2 separate regions of the Anas platyrhynchos genome follow, and region 2 is linked to region 1. The links are chromatin contacts, called in public Hi-C maps. All regions are on one chromosome and are shown on one strand. Each heading gives the region's core, a stretch centred on a gene start, on an enhancer-like site or on the middle of the called end of the contact. The rest is flanking DNA. Distances are from core to core; before and after follow the strand shown.

The links. A called contact is a pair of places that touch in the nucleus more often than the background predicts.
Region 2: a Hi-C map of subcutaneous adipose tissue shows a contact between it and region 1, with 1.6 times the contacts expected there. The contact joins two enhancer-like sites. A contact is called at or near these places in 2 of 8 Hi-C or Micro-C datasets (skeletal muscle and subcutaneous adipose tissue).

What each region holds. Positions count from the first base shown.
Region 1 is chr19:2,358,336-2,363,788 of IASCAAS_PekinDuck_T2T, forward strand. No RefSeq gene overlaps it. Among named protein-coding and RNA genes, the nearest start is that of KCNJ2, 120 kb to the right of the region's middle. Within about 2 kb of position 2,771, at least 6 of the 8 cell types and tissues checked have an H3K27ac peak or open chromatin away from gene starts, as enhancers often do.
Region 2 is chr19:2,635,971-2,641,423 of IASCAAS_PekinDuck_T2T, forward strand. It overlaps MAP2K6 (mitogen-activated protein kinase kinase 6), which reads right to left. Exons shown (of 13, transcript XM_038165340.2): 7 at 5,298-5,349; 8 at 3,136-3,263; 9 at 2,391-2,468; 10 at 1,391-1,530. Among named protein-coding and RNA genes, the nearest start is that of MAP2K6, 29 kb to the right of the region's middle. Within about 2 kb of position 2,066, at least 2 of the 8 cell types and tissues checked have an H3K27ac peak or open chromatin away from gene starts, as enhancers often do.

The sequences.
Region 1 (5,453 bases), core at 1,521-4,020:
GTTTATCAGAGCAGTGACATTTAGTGTCTTTCCCCTTTTTAATAGCTTTGATTAATATTATTTTTTTTAATAATTTGCTCATAAATCCACCAATCTGGGACCATTATACATTGTACTTTGGCTCAGAACCATAGAAAACAATGGCTTAAATCCCATACATGCTTTGGCATCCACTCAATATCTAGTACATTCATTTATGCTAAATTTACTTCTGTTTTCAATATTTCCAGTGTGCCCTAACCCTTTTGACCTACAATCTGCTGTAAATCCCTTTTACTACTCACTGACACGTGACTTTATAAATCATGCACAGGCCACAAGATGATCCTATAACTGAACCCAGTATTTAGACTACAATTGAAAGGTCGTAATTCTGGGCATGTTTAAAGGCACAGCTCGTAACAGCAGTTAGCACATGCTTCAATCTTTGACCTTAAAAGCAAAAGGAAACCAAGGTTCCTGCCCCCCCCCACAACTACACACACATCATGTTATTTAAAATAGGCCATTCAGCTGATAGATGAAGCAATTTGAATTATTCATTCCTCAGAACCCACATCTTGGAAATATCTGGCACCAGCAAATGCTGCAATGTTCTGCAACTCGGAGGAGTCTGCGGGTGTATGGATTCAGCTGCTCCCTGAATCCTTTCCCAGAGGAGGGAGAGGCTCAGCATATTTTCACACCATATCTTTCTCACTGGAAACCTCAGGAAATTTTGCTACAAGGGCAGCAAACTGCAGATTTGAGGCAGTGTACCCAGTAGTTAAGATATTAGGATTGTATCTGTGCTGCGTGAAACTACCTTACAAAGTGTTTTAGAGTTTGGGGGGGTAAAATAACCAAGTACAGCTTGTCATTGAAATCGGCAGGAATGTCCTCATTAGCTGCCTCATATCAACCCAGCACACAGCCTCGTCTACCCTAAAGGTTGCTCTCCTCCTCCCACTGAAACTGCGAGGACTCCAATGGAGATGTTTTCAGTGTAGGTGCCTACCCTTTGGGAAAATGAACCCACAGCAGCTGCTTGATTTTTGCAGGTCTGTCTCTTGTTCAGCAGGGTCTGAAGTTGCAGTTTCATCTGCTTTGTGTTTTCCCAGCTTGTCTGGTGGCTTTCCCCACCATGCCCAAACACCTGAGAGGCTGATCACTTGCAGAAACCTTTCCCTTATCATTGCAGGAATAAAACTTGTATGAGGGTGTGAAAACCCAATGTAGAGCAAATTCATCTGTGAGCAGAAAGAGAGCGTAATTCTGTGAGTAAAAATTATTGGCTCTGCTCTGCCCATCAACCACTTAGCAAGGCTATTATTTACCACTTGCCTTGCCTAGTACCCAATAAAAATCTGACTTGGCTTTTCATGCCCAAGGTTTTGGAAGCACTTACATCCGCACTTCAGGGAAAGTAGATTACAATGTTGTAGGTAAATAAAAAAGGAACTCAATCCAGCAGAGGAAAAAAAAAAAAAAAAAAAAAAAAAAAAAAGTCTTTAAAAGCAAAACAAAAATACAAACCTCTAAAAATTCAGAGCTTTTCACTTGGCAACTTTTGAAATAACAGACTAATGCTTATAACATTGCATAACATTAGAGAACATTAGTCATGAAGAAGTGATGTAATGTGACATCTGGTATTTGGAAACTTCAGCTATACACTTAGCTATATGTTGTCTTGACTTGTCATGGTGCTTGCAAGATACTCTGTGTGTGGAAAGCATGTGTGTCAACACAGCCAATGTACAGCTCCCATGAGGACTGCATACCTTCCGTTGGCACAGGTCCTTGTCTTCTTCTCTTGCCCAATTTCAACTGATTTCCAGTCACCTTCTTCCTGCAGATACATATCTGCCAAGTCACAGCAGTTAGAGTTGGAAAAGGTGAATGGTAGCATGTCGGAAGAGTAGTACAGAGCTACTGTTTCTATGTGTGGAAATTGCAGCATGTAGAAATAATTCATGTATTCTTCATCTACACTCTCAGTTTTAAGGACAGATGAGCTAAGTTAAGGCATATCATAAGGTTTTAACAAATTCTTTGCATGATGTTTTCCACCGGGCAGTGGCTGGCCATGCAACCATCCTGAATTGCTCACCCTGAAAGGCACAAGAAATGGTTTTACACTATATCATAAAAGTTAATTTATTTAAGTTTAGTTAAAACTTAAGAGCTATCTTCAAGTCCAAATACACCTACTCTCTTTCTGCAAACCTGCGAGCTAGCATCCAGTGTACCAGCTGCTGTCTGTGAGACGTGATGCTTGTGCATCAGCTCTGGTGGGACGCTGGAGTCAAAGCAAGCAGATAATGGAAATATAACTGGGACTTTCCAAAGTGTTCACACTAGGCTGAGTGTTCCCACTGAAAGCACGAGGGCAGCCTTGAAACCTGAGCCAAGCTTGGCAGAAATCAGAGATCTGTGTTCTTGCAGCGCTCACTCCCTGCCTCACTGCCTCGGTCTGCACTGTGCCCCCTGCTCCTCCGTCGCTTTGATTGATTTCCCCTATGAAACATGAGCTGAGGATCTCCCATCCTCTATTTTTATTTTGGGTTTGGATCTTGCTGAGCTTCCAGCAGGCTTTACCTCCCAGGTTGTATTACAGATAACGTTCAGTCTCTCTTCTCACCTTCTTCCCACCCACCTAAATCATTTTTATCATCTCTCTTACTTAGAGAGAGCGGGATCCTATTTCTGCACTGACCCCGAGGGAGCGTGGCTGGCCCAGCTCCTCCAGGTCTTGCAATAGCTGCGTGAATTGTCCAGGGCCCCACTGCCAGCTGCAGACCTTTTACCTCGGCTTGTGTTTGTTGGTTTGTCTCTCGGGCACTGCTGGTAAGAGAACACCCTGTGAACAACTGCACAACATGAACCGCAGGAAAATTCCACTGTTATCCTGTCCTGTCCTTCACCTATCACCCAAGGCAACATAGGGACTGGGAAGAAGAGGAAAATAAAAAGCAGGAGAAATATTTCCTACTGAAATTCACTTACACTCTCTTTCTTTGGACAGCGTACAACCTGAAAGGCATAAACCCAATTGCAATCCACTTCCATCCAGTGAAAAACAGTTTCTGTGGGATAAAATTTTAGGATAAACAAGGCTGGTACTGGGGAAGGTTTAGAAAGCTCTCTGCCACACGCCAAAGTTTCATCTGTTTAATGCTGGGAGGGTTTTATTGGTATATCTGCAGGGGATGTGGCCCAAATGTAGAATTAAAAAGTTGCCCTTGTTCTCCTTTCCTGCACAACCTATTACCAAACCGTATCTCCTCAAACCCAAGGGCTGTGGCATTTCACATTATGCCATTAAATTAGCCCTAGCTTTCACTAGTTTCTTGAAACATTGAAAGCTTGTGTGGTTTTATTTTTTTTCTAATATTTCCATATCTATTCATTTTATTTTGGAGGACTTTCTAGAACTTTCCAGTCCTAGGAAGATAAGTTGTAAAGATCACAAAAAAGTCATGTACGTTTATGTTTCATTTAATGTAAATATAATAATGAATCACTTCAGGTTATACTTTTTTATACACTTCCATTTTCATCTCAGAAATGAACCTGAAAATAAGAAGCATCTTAGCAGTATGTGTGTTAAGTGACATGTCAACAAACCAGATTCTTTCTCTAGTCAGCAGGTTATGGAGCTGCTTAACATGTTCTTCAAAAGATGTTAATTAATATGGATGCCTTGTGTTTTCTTTGGTTATAAATAGCGCAAGTGGGTGGTTGGCAATTGGTTCCTCCTTGCCACATAACTTTTTTTGTGTGTAAACTGCAGCACAGTAAGTGTTTAGCATATGATTCATAGGAAGCACCCAGTGAACACTTGTAATAGGATAGATTAAAAAAAAAAAAAACAAAAAAAAAAAACAAGTAAACTATTCAGAACTGTAAAATGCCTAGCAGGTCACCTACTTTATTTTTCCCCTCTGACAGTGCTGGGTTATTCCTTGTGATATTTACTTCTGTAAATTACTGCCTAATAAACTACATCGAAAAAGAGTATTTCCAGGGACCAGTCCAAGTGTTTACTATGCAGCTATATCTGAATATTTGCTAACAAATTAAAAAAATCAAGTAGAAAGTTCATAGCACTACAGTGTTGGAAACTCTAAAGAGCTGCAAGATTTACAATGAACTATTTTCCATGTCTTTGCTCTCCTTTTTTTTTTTTTCTTTTTTTTTTTTTTTTTAATACTTGTTGCAAGCTTTCTCTGAATATATATCCCTATATAACCCACCTTGGGACTTAGGATCCATTTACAATTGGTGATAATAATTACATGCCATTTAAAATAGCTTAGAAAAAAAATTGCTCAGGCATGGTTATCATGAGCATAGGGGATAATTTTACATTAGAGAAAACTCTGTCCATTATATATGGAGGGAATTTCTTTATATAAAAAAAGTGGGCTACTTTTCCCTAGAAGTTCAACAAGACAGACTCTTTCTGCATCCCAAATTAGTCATTTTCTTCTTGGATCGAGTTAGCCTTTTTTCCTTCAACTTTCCTTCCCACATAACCTACAAGCTTAAGTCAAAGAAATAGATGGAAAAGTCACTTGTCCACTAGAGAACGTTTACTTAGTTATGAAAGTAGCACATCTAAACTACTGAAGTAGAAGGCCTGGAGGAAACAAAGTTTAGATTCCAGATCTCCGCACCAATAGAAATTGGTCACTAAGATACAGAAACGTGCTAATGAACAGAGTTACATCATATGGGATTTAAACTGGAATTAATTTCATGCTTACAGGTTGTTTATTTTATTTTATTTATTTTTCTGTCCCTTCCATCCAGATCAAGGTCTGTGTATAATTTATTCTTGGTCTTCAACTCACCTGTAAAGAAAAAGAACAGTACTCACCATTACTATTTTTTAAATTTAGTTTGTGTATTTAAATGCACATAAGATTCAGATTATTTACTATCCATTATTTCCAATGAAAGTATCATAACAGGAAAAAATTAAGAGTTTACCTGAAGGACAAAAATTGATAGACAGAAAAATAAGAATTATAGCAAATTATACTATTGATTCCTCTAGAATTCCACTCTAATTAACAGAAAAGATTCTATTAATAAGGGCATTTTGAAGAAAAAAAAAATAAATAAAACTACATTCTGTTTTTCTCAGTTCCAATACAAATTATTTGTTTATCACATTGCATTTTGTGAGCATTCAGTTTAATGTGTATGCACACACACGCTTTGGTGCTTTTGTCTACGAGCACAGAGAGTTTTTATTGCAATCAAGTGCTACCTGCCCACAGCTCCAGAGAGCACTGAGCAGCACTTAACTGCAGGTGAGGCAGGATCACGGTGTCCACTGCCTCCAGGCAACTCCCAAATAGCTGAAACTGTGCCAGCAAACATGCTGGGATCGGAGTTGTGAGAAACATGACTTAATGCAGTCAAAATTAGTCCGAGGGGGCAGGGACAGCAGGTGAGAGAGA
Region 2 (5,453 bases), core at 816-3,315, 280 kb after region 1:
AGCATAAGGTTTCAAGGTACGAGTGCTGCTCAGTAGGGTCATGATTCTCACTGCAACTACCACGAACAGCTGTGGCTATCTTAATCCTAAATCAGCCCAAGGCAATAGCTGCAAGACACCGTGTCTGCAAAAGCAAACTATGCCTCTGTTCAGTGGGGAACAACAGCCTGCCTGGCACAAACAGGCAAGTCTGCAATAACAAGCAGTGAGCCAGCAGCACAGGAGAAAGGCAGCTGGTCCAAAATCCCAGCGTGGGCCTTGCAAAAACAGTGGGCATTATGCGAGAGGGTTTTTCCAAGCCAGCTCCCACCTCTGACAGACACAGAGCAGTGTGGGCATGTGCAGGTATTCCCCAGCACGAAGCGGGAGAGAGGCGTGCAGCTGAATCCAGGGACCTCGAAAACATGTTTGGACAAGACTCTGAAGAATTTGAGCGTCAGTACTTAAAGTCCCCGGGCAGGAGTGGCTGATAATCCCCTTCCTGGGTCACAGCAGAGCCGGCCGGACTCCAGGCCCTGACACTGGCAGCTCGGGAACAGTCTCACATTTCTGTATTTGTCGATCTGCCGTCCTTTCTTGGCTACCCTGCAAACCACCAGCCACCTGCCAACTTGGCAAGCCGCGGATGGCACTGCAGCGCCTGGAAAATAAAAACGCCTCCCAGGCGGTTTCCAGGGAAGCTGGAGGGAGAAGCAGTCAGGAGCCGCGGGGCCGCTGCCAGCTCTCTTTGAACCATATGATGAGGGCAGCTGCGAGTCTCCTCGGGTGCTGGGAGAGCCTGCGCTTTCATGCAGCACTCCCAGCCTCCAGACAGCGCGCATCTGCTCCAACCCTTTTCCTACGACGCAGCCAAATCCTCCCGCTGCTTCCAGCTCCGAGTCCCAGAGAGAGCGGAGCAGCAGCCGCAGGGCCCAGCAGCGGGACAGCCACGGTCGGGGCCATCGCGGGGCGAGCTCAGCACCGGGCCTGCCCTCAGATCTGCGTCCCCCAGGAGCAGGGTGGCACGAGGGGCTGCTCAGGGCAAGGTTGCTGGAGGATGTGGCCATTCCTGGACCCTGCTCAGCTTCCCCACCCTGTCACAAACAGTACATGATATTCATATGGGGGCGAGCAGCTGAGATAAATCCTTCTTAATCCCTTCTTCCTGTACGTCCCCCAGATCACCGGGTCTGGGTCTCAAGCAGAGAAAGCCAGCCATCGTTGACCACCCCATCTATTGTCCTTGAGGGGTGGTTACTGCACAAATACCATGTCCCTGAGGGACAACAGTGAGGATGGGGACAGTGATATGGGAGGCCACCAGCACCTGTCCTCCTCATCCTCAGATGGCCAGGGCCAGAAGGGCCAGGTCCAGCAGGGCCTGGGCAGCAGGGACAAGGGGGAGGTTTACCATTGCGAGGTAAAATCGACGAACTCCGACGAAAACTTGTCTGCCGGCAGCTGTGGCGACGGCTCCTCCACCACCTGCTTGAGCTGCTGGAAGGGCGTCCCCCAGGAGTCGTAGGGAAAGCGCAGGATGGCCAGCTCGATCTGGGGAGACAGCACCCATGCCTCAGTCCCGGGGGACAGACACCCCGGGGCTCATCCTGCCACCCCATGGGATTTTGGCAGCCTGTTTAACCACCCATGTGTGTGTTTTTTTGGGCCCTGCAAAAACACGTGGAATATTTTCACCCCACCAGGCCACAGTGTCTTGCAGGAAACCTTTTGTGTTTAACCTCCCCCAGCAAACAGGGCAGGCCTGAGGACACCCGGCAGCCTCCACATCCAATCCTCCCTCCTGCCCTCCTGTTGGACATCACTGGGGAGAGGCCAGAAGTTTAAAAAACACATACTGCATAGGGTCACTGTGCTATAAAATGGCAAGGAGATGGATTCCCTCTGAACACTGCTTCTCCTGGTGTGCAGGAGATGCCGCCGATGCCCCCTCCTCTGATGGGGACTGTGCTAAGTGCGATTTGCCGGGATGTTTTTTCAGGTTTGAAATCCAACCTGCTCCACAGACAGACACAGTGCCGGACGCCTTCGCCTTAGCCCATGCTGCCATCTCCCGGCAGCCTGTGGCCACCACAGCAGGGCTGTCCCCAGCAGGGTGCCATCCCCGTGACAGCCACAGACAGAGCCTCAGGGGTGTCCCAAGGGTGGGACATCCTTGGAGACCTGTCCTGCCACGCCAACACATCAAAGCCAGCAAAGCAGCTCCATCTGCCTTCTCCTCGACCCCACAATGTGCTTACTGGTACCTTGTGGATTCGCTGTGTGCCCCTTCCAGCCCTGACACCTTCCCAGGGAACCAGTGCCACCAGTGCCAGGGGGCTACAGGGAGGAAAACGAATCCACAAACCACACCCAACACCCCAACCACACTGCCAGCCCCCAGATTGCCCTACCATCGTGATCCCCAGGCTCCAGATATCAGATTTGACGCTGTACCCCTTCTGGTTCAGCTCCGGGTTAATTCTTTCAGGCTGTGAAGAGACACAAGGGCAGTTAAGGACCAGGGATGGGCTCAGCGCGATGCCTACACCCAGGGCTCACCAACCTCAGAGGGGTCTTTCATGGGTCAGAGCCACTTAGCCCACGCTGCCAGCTCCTTCCCTTGACCATCTTGGCATCAGATCAAGCCTACATACTTGCCAGTAAGGGCAAAGTGAAATGGGTCACCAGAAGGAGATGGCACCTGCATCAGGTTTGGGGTGGTGCAGCTGACCCAGCACATCAGGCACGAAGGAGGTGACAAGCCTTGACTCTCCAGGACTGCGTTCACCCCATGCAACTACTTCACACAGAGCAAATCCAAAGGAGTGTTTTTCTCCCAAAAGAAAAGCACTGGTGTCCCCACAGGGCAAACAGCAAAAGTTCAACACGGAGTAATTACAAAGCCTTTCCCAAGGTCACGGGGAGGAGATAAGGCAGCAGAAAGCCATGCTCACAAGACCTGATTTGACCCGTGAGATCCTTCTCCTCCCTCTACCCCTTTACAAGTAACTTCAGGGATACGTCTTACAAAATGAGGCCCCGGGACATGCTGGTGGCTGATCCTTCCCCCTTTAGGATGACCCGACACCCAGGCTCATGTTCCTCTGGCTGCCCTGCAGCAGCTTTCACAAGCGGCTTCTCGGCGGCTCAACTTACAGCCATGTAGGGTTTGCATCCCGCATCCATGGTTTTAGCAACCGAGTCAACGAGGTAACCGCTAATTCCAAAATCGCACATTTTCACCTGCCCCTGTGTATTGATCAACACGTTAGAGGGCTTTACATCTGCAAGAAGGAACACATACCACAGTCACTGTCATGCATGGGCCAAGCCAAAAAAAGCCAAAGAGCTTCCTATCAGCAGAGGGCACCAAAGGTGCCCGTGCAAACCCCGGTGCTTCATATAGGACAGAAACTCAGCTGGTTGTGGCTATTGCAAGTTCAGGTGACTGCCTTGTGGGCCTGTTGGATGTCCTCCAAGTGTCCCTTCACTTGCAGGTTCCCCTCATTGATTTGTGGGGTGGAAGGGAGCCCTGCATGTAGCCACCGTGTCCTAGTGAGCTGGGGATGGCCATGGCAATCACAGTGCTCACAGGGGCACAGCTTGGAAGAGCTGGGGCCAACTCCAGGGGACGTCTGTGAGAGCCTGAAGTATCAGTGAGTCCCCAGCTGAAGCTGCTGTCTCGTCAGCACAAGGGGAAAAAACATGGGGAAAAGGATAAGAGGTGGGCAGGAAAGGGTGAAGAGCAGTGAGGATTGCAGTGGAAGGAGGGAGCAGGAAACTGAGACAAGGATCAAGATTTCAGAAGTGGCCTCTAATTTTAAGGATACCGAGCTTGCAGGCAATGAGAGCAGCAGCAGGCGTGTGGGTGCTCCACACCTTATGGAAATCAGTCCAGTGTCTCATCTATTTATTACTGCCAGATTTATCTGCTTCCCATCACGGCCTTATAATCCCTGGTGCATTTGCATCATTCTCATGAAGGCGGTTATAATCACCATCAGCAAGGGAAATTAAGGTACAGAAAGAAGTCAAAAGTGATAGCTGCCAGAGCATGCAGGGGCTTCCTGGCTAGGCTACTCCCAGATGAAATGTCAGCACAAAGCCCATTTGCTGAGCTATTTAAATGCCCGACACAGGCCACCCTTCTCTCATCTAAGGACTAAGCCTCAAAAGGGAGCAATCCTTCCCCTGTTGACACCCAGAAATAAGAGGTCACTTCTGCAAGAAGGCCATCTACCTATGTGTGATAAAAGATTAATTATAAGCGCTGAAACACTGTCTGAGGGAGACCAGAAGCTGTTTTTGAGTCCTGCTCTTTAGCGCTGGGTGGTTTACAGCTCATTAACATCTACTCTTTAATCAGCGCTTTGCAATCAAATCAAGTGCTTCAGGTATCTGAGATCCTCACCCATCTGTTATTATCTTGAAATAAGACAATTTTCAGTGGAAATCAAAGAAGCAAACAGAAATTCAGAAGCTGAGCAGCATTTTCCACCCACTGCAAATGACACAGAAGGCAGGAACTCAGTCCCCAGCCACGTGCAGGACCTACAGCACATGACCACCTGCTGGAGCTGAACTCCGTTCCCTTCAGACACTCCTTCCCCCTGCAGCAACACCCTGGAGAGGGCTTTTTCCTCCTCTTAAAAAATTGAAAACGATCCTTTGGAAATAAAGGTACTAAGCAGCAACACTGCAATTTGTTTTTCTAAGTGTGTTCATGGCATATCTGAGATGCAAAAAGGGAAAAATGCCGGAAGAGTTTGAGGAGGGTATTCAAGAGTACGTTTGAAGCTATTTTTGGTGTCAAACCATTCTGCCCCCCTGGCATTAGGGGAAGCCCACAGAAGGGACTGGGGTGGTTAGATCCCTGCCAGCAAGGAGGAGCCTCCCACTGCACACCAGCGTGGAGCTGCTGAGCTCCAGGAGAAGCCTGCATGAAGCCTGAGAGCACCAAAGTCAGAAGGAAAAGTTGGTTATAATTTGGCAGAGGTGTTGAAGCACACCATGGATTTAGACCATGGATTAGGGAAGTGTAATGCAAGGGAAACTGCCCTGTTCTGCCAACACCATCAGGCTGAAGCCCACTTCTCCTCCACTCCAGCTCCAGCAGGGAGTCAGTAGAGGTTTCTTATGCTATGGCTTTTGCTTGTTGTGAGACACTGGGGAATAGTTTTGCTGTCCAAGGCTGATTTTATATGGGGCACTTTGGGAGCCCTGTGCCTGGCTGCAAGGCCAGCCCTTGTGAGACTGACACCACGGAGCATGGGACGGACAGACACCGGCACGGCCACGGCTGCGTGCCTGGCTCTTACCTCTGTGGATGACGGAGAGCTTACTGTGTAGATGTTCTAGTGCTTTTACGATCTGAAAGAACAAAGCTAGAGTGAATCACAGCTGGCAGCACCGCAACGGGGAGGGAAGGCTATCTGGCTTCACCCCCCATCCTTACGGATCTGTTCGGAGGTGCA